Linked DNA regions of Mus musculus: region 2 is linked to region 1. Evidence: chromatin contacts called from public HiChIP or PLAC-seq data. All regions are on one chromosome and are shown on one strand. Each heading gives the region's core, a stretch centred on a gene start, on an enhancer-like site or on the middle of the called end of the contact. The rest is flanking DNA. Distances are from core to core; before and after follow the strand shown. Region 1 has its middle 42 kb from the start of Sar1b. Region 2 overlaps Gm30217 (a long non-coding RNA gene).

Region 1 (2,570 bases), core at 21-2,520:
GGGTTTCTCTGCAAAATATCATTAAACAACCAAAGGCATAGCTGAGCTTGTTGGCTGTTGAGGTTTCCCCATGGGAGGAGGGATGGAGGGTCTTGGGACCTTCACCTGACTATCCAGATACTCCTTCTAGCTGATCATAATTGTGTTCTTTCCTAACTGTGTGTGGCCTTGGGGGTTTCAGGAGGGGCTTGGAAGACCTGAAAGAAGGGGGCTCCATGTATACAACCACAGAAGCCATTCATTTTTGTGCCCACCTTCTAGTGCCGCTTCTCAGAGATCACCCATACTCCTTTGCAACCCCCTCATCCTTACTCTGTGAGTAACTTTAGTGAAGTCATTGGCTCCCTAGGCTGAACTTTGGTGGAATCCAACTTTGGCTAGTTTGTGGGAGCTAAGGAGGAGCAGGGTAGACGATTCCTAATCCCCACCCCTCAATTCTCTCACATATGATACAGGACACTGAGACAGAAATTGTACTTGGAGGCCATAAGACTTACTAAATGCCATGGACAGTCAGACGGCTCTGAAGAGAGGGAGTCAGAGCCCATGTGGCAGAAGTGGGTGTCTCTTGTTTACTTGTTTTTGGAGACAGGGTTTCTCTGTGTGGCCCTGGCGGTCCTGGAACTCACTGTGTGTCAGGCTGGCCTCAGACCCACAGAGAGATATCTGCCGCTACCTCCTGAGTGCTGGACTTAAAAGTAAGCACCACCACCGTGCGGCTTTCTTACAACTTTCTAAGGAGAGAAGTTGGACCACACAAGCCTGTAGCCAGGCTCTCCAATCCCGGGCAGGAGGAAGAGAAAGGGGGTGGGGAGTGGGGCGTGCGGCCAGAATGCCTCCTCTGAGTTAAATTCAACTCCCCAGGTGAGACTCTTCGTCCTAACTAGAGACTCCACAGTGTCCCCAGCTGGGCACCTGCCAGGATCCGTGGGCGGACAAGGCTGCTGTAGGTATGTGTTGGCCTAAGCAACAGCTGAAGGGGTTTTTTTAGGTACTATTTATTTTTATTTCATGTGTATGAGTGTTTTGCCCTCATGTACGTGCACCTGTACGTGCTTGGTGTCAGGTTACTTCCTGTAGAGAGGTTGAAGGGGGTAAGAGCGAGGTTTGGTCGGACCTTAAGTGAGACCGTGTTTATTCACAGTGAAGAAGCATTTCATCACCCACGTCTGGGTGGCCAAAATGCCTACAGAAGACAGTACTCCAGTTCCTTGTGAGGCGGAAACAACTACCAGCTACATTGTAGTCCCACCCTTCCAGGAACTCCTTGGTCTGGCTGCAAGGGACGATGGGAAATGTAGTCTTTTGGCAGGAAACTCTCACTTGATGTTCACAGAAACCTGAGAACTGAAGTGGATGTTGGACTCTTTAGTGCCAGAACCAAGAGCAGCAAGTTCACTTAAGCACTGAGCCTTCTCTTCAGTTCCAGCAGCTGGAACCCTCCCTCTCTCCCCATAAGGTCTCACTCAGGCTAGTCTTTTTTTTTTTTTTTTAAGATTCATTTATTTATTTAAAGTACGTGAGTACACTGTAGCTGTCTAAAGACACCCCAGAAGAGGGCATCAGATCCCATTACAGATGGTTGTGAGCCATCATGTGGTTGCTGGGAATTGAACTGAGGACCTCTGGAAGGGCAGTCAGTGCTCTTAACCTCTGAGCCATTTCTCCAGCCCATCAGGCTAGTCTTAAACTTGTGGCAATACTGGGATTGTGAGTAGAGTAATTCTGGTCAAAGCCTGAGCTCTGACAGGGCTAACACCACAGGCTCTGCCACTCATCCACAGTACATTAAATACATAGACATTAGTGAAAACAGACAAAGGAGATTTAGTTGGTGTGGCCACATTGGGAAGAGAAGCAGATAGAGAGCTTTAGTGACCTCCACCCCCAGCCCAAAATCCATCTTCAGCCCTGACATGAGGTTTAGGTTTGAATAGAAAGCAAGAAGGAAGCATGCTTAACTAAGCCATTGTGGTCAAAGTGTGGTCCACCCATCCCTGACCCATCATTGTCTGTCCTCTCAGGTGGGCTAACAGTTGTCAGAATTAAATCTCTCTCCAGGAGGCAAGTTCTTCCTTCAGCCAGCACCAGGGCTTGCAACCTTTTCCTTCTTGGGACCCTTGTTTCATTTGTTTCAATAGCCTGAGAGTAGTCAGAGACGAGTCTCTAGACCAGCTTCACCTGTAAAGACTGTTAGGGTCACAGGATTACAATCGTGAGCTGCCAGCCTCCCAAATGCATCCTATTCACGATCCTCTAGGGTCCTCACAGCATAAACATCTAGTCCAGTTCAGTTTGACTAGGCAGCCATGAAGCAATTTTCTAACAGTCGAAGCATCTTGCCGCCACCTTTCTGAATGCAGTCATTTCCAGGGTGACCTTTCCTGTGCCTCTACTATACCCTGCACATGGGATGGACTGCACCATCTTGTTCAGGCCTAGCCAGTCCCAGGCCAGGGGTTAATATGAAGACTGGTCAGATATGATCTCAGCTGTATCAAGAGTCTCACCTCAGGGCTCAGTCAGGTGCTTCTCAGGTAGACATTGCCTCTGTTTCAGTAACTTCAGCT
Region 2 (2,570 bases), core at 52-2,551, 510 kb before region 1:
ATTTCAGGAAAACATACTCACATGCTCCAACGGGGAGTTAGGCAGGGGGGGTCTCAGTGCCTGGGCCCCTCTCCACTCCCAACCGTGAAGGGCTCCTCTTAACCAAGCAGGGTGGGGCTGATCTTCAGACAGGAAGCCACATCCAATCCCTGCCTTCTGGGGTTAGAGACCCCTGAAGAGGATGCTTGCAGAATGGATTATCATACACATGCAGAGAAAAGAGATCAAATCTGGTGTGGGGGCAAATATTGTTGTCCCAGCACTTGGGAGGAAGCACCAATGGATCAGAGAGTTCAAGGTCATCGTCTGCTATATAGTAAATTAGGGGTCAAGCTGGACTACAAGAGACCCTATATTAAAACCAGTCAGCCATCCAGCAAGCTAATATCAGAGGAGAGTGACAGGGGTCAACAGAGGGTAAGAACTGGCATACTACAGAGGACAGGGACAAGCAGGCTCAGTCAGAACCATGCAGTCAGCCCAGGAAACTAATAAGACTGTGGCCTCTTTAGGGACCCACAAAGGCCTGGGTGCCATCAGCACAAACAGAGGCAAGGGTGCGTTCAAGGAGGTCGAAGGCTCCTATGGATGAAGGACTCCATAGTAGGGCGTTCAGACTCAGCACACAGGAGGTGGGCAAGGATGAGAAGCAAAGATGTCTGGTTTTGACACGGTCCCTCGGGCATCTGAGGAAGATGCTTTGACCACCATCAAGTGGTCTGTGGGTGGAAAGAGATGAGGCAGAACTGTGAAGACATAGTGGAGGAAGACCCTCATAGGTGCCAGGGGGAGGGGCTGCACGCGGGGACACCGAGGAAAAGAGACAGGCAGTCTTTGTCTCCGCTGGGGAAGGGAATGAGGAAGAGGAAAGCCAGGAGATACCTCCTGGGTGACTGTCTAGGCCACGGGCACAGAGCAGGTGGTATCCCAGGAACATGCAAAGAGCCTGGCTTGTCTGCAGACATGCGACTTCAGTGAGGATTGATAGAACATGTGTGTACTGCAGGCTCACTAAGTGCTTGGCCAGAGTCCGCTTTCACCGGCAAAGCAATTGATGATCTAGACCACCCTCCAGGCCTTTGCCCAGCCTTCCCGGAAGAAGTGGTTCTGCTGAGACTTTTGCCAGAAAGACCCCGAAGCACACTGATACCCTCAAACATTCATCCCCAGGAGCCCAAGCCATCAGGGCGCCCCAGAGCTGAACAGAAAGAGAACACAAGCTGTCGTCAACACAGGAAAAACCCAGGCTTCCTGTTTGAACTTGGGCAGGCACTGGAAGCTGTGAGTGATGTTAGAGTGGCCTGCGGTGGGGGCTTCTCACAGTGGCTGTGAAGCCTGACTTCCAGCTGCTTGCAGGGTGTGCGGGGCCCAGTGGGCGTGTGGCCGGGTAGAAGGATCGCTGCATCCACACAGGCAGGCCACAGGCCAGGTGACATCAAAGCCAGCTGAGCTGCGGTCTCTCAAAGGCTGCTCATTGTGGTCGGTCGCCCTCGATAAGAATGCGCCATCAGAGATGGAGGGCATCTGTAGTCACAGTCCCCACTGGCCCTCATTTAAAAGAAGAAAAAAAAAAGTAAGCCATTGCTAGGTCCTTGGAAACTGGTGGTGTCCTCTTTTGCCCTACTTGAGGTCAAGGGGTCCGCTCTGTACAAGAACGTTGCTGTTGGCATAAGCTTCCTGAGGGACCATGGATAGGGGCTCCTCTCCTCTCCTCTCCCAGTTTCAAACCCATGAAAGAAAAAGAGTCCTATAGAAACTTCCAGGTTAGGCTCCCCAATAGGGCAAGTGTTGGGCACCAGCAGCTGACTTAACTGTGGCCCTATCCTGTATACACAGAGTGAGCTAATAGCTTTACCCCATTTATTTATTTATTTATTTATTTATTTATTTATAGACAGTGTTTCTTTTCTTGTCGTTCTCTTTTTCTTTTTTCATTTGTTTTGGTTTTGGGTTTTCAAGACAGGGTTTCTCCGTGTACTCCTGGCTATCCTGGAATTTACTCTGTAGACCAGATTGGCCTTAGACTCAGAGATCCATCTGCCTTTGCCTCCTGAGTGCTGGGATTGAAGGCGAGTGCTACCACAGCCCAACAAAGACAGTTTCCTTAAAGAGAAAAACTTTCAAATTTCATTTCTTTTTTTTTTCCATTTTTTATTAGGTATTTAGCTCATTTACATTTCCAATGCTATACCAAAAATCCCCCATACCCACCCACCCCCACTCCCCTACCCACCCACTCACCCTTTTTGGCCCTGGCGTTCCCCTGTACTGGGGCATATAAAGTTTGCGTGTCCAATGGGCCTCTCTTTGCAGTGATGGCCGACTAGGCCATCTTTTGATACATATGCAGCTAGAGTCAAGAGCTCCGGGGTACTGGTTAGTTCATAATGTTGTTCCACCTATAGGGTTGCAGATCCCTTTAGCTCCTTGGGTACTTTCTCTAGCTCCTCCATTGGGAGCCCTGTGATCCATCCAATAGCTGACTGTGAGCATCCACTTCTGTGTTTGCTAGGCCCCGGCATAGTCTCACAAGAGACAGCTATATCTGGGTCCTTTCGATAAAATCTTGC

Evidence for each region. HiChIP or PLAC-seq counts read pairs in DNA pulled down with a chosen protein or histone mark.
Region 2: an H3K27ac HiChIP or PLAC-seq map of embryonic stem cells shows a contact between it and region 1, with 5 read pairs. The contact joins two enhancer-like sites. A contact is called at or near these places in 3 of 115 datasets of contacts at active chromatin or transcription factors (embryonic stem cells and large pre-B cells) and 1 of 9 other capture datasets (embryonic stem cells).

The regions. Positions count from the first base shown.
Region 1 is chr11:51,804,066-51,806,635 of GRCm38.p6, reverse strand. No RefSeq gene overlaps it. Among named protein-coding and RNA genes, the nearest start is that of Sar1b, 42 kb to the right of the region's middle. Within about 2 kb of position 1,270, at least 254 of the 459 cell types and tissues checked have an H3K27ac peak or open chromatin away from gene starts, as enhancers often do.
Region 2 is chr11:52,317,407-52,319,976 of GRCm38.p6, reverse strand. It overlaps Gm30217 (a long non-coding RNA gene), which reads right to left. Exons shown (of 3, transcript XR_388631.3): 3 at 1,257-1,548. Among named protein-coding and RNA genes, the nearest start is that of Gm30217, 11 kb to the right of the region's middle. Within about 2 kb of position 1,301, at least 69 of the 459 cell types and tissues checked have an H3K27ac peak or open chromatin away from gene starts, as enhancers often do.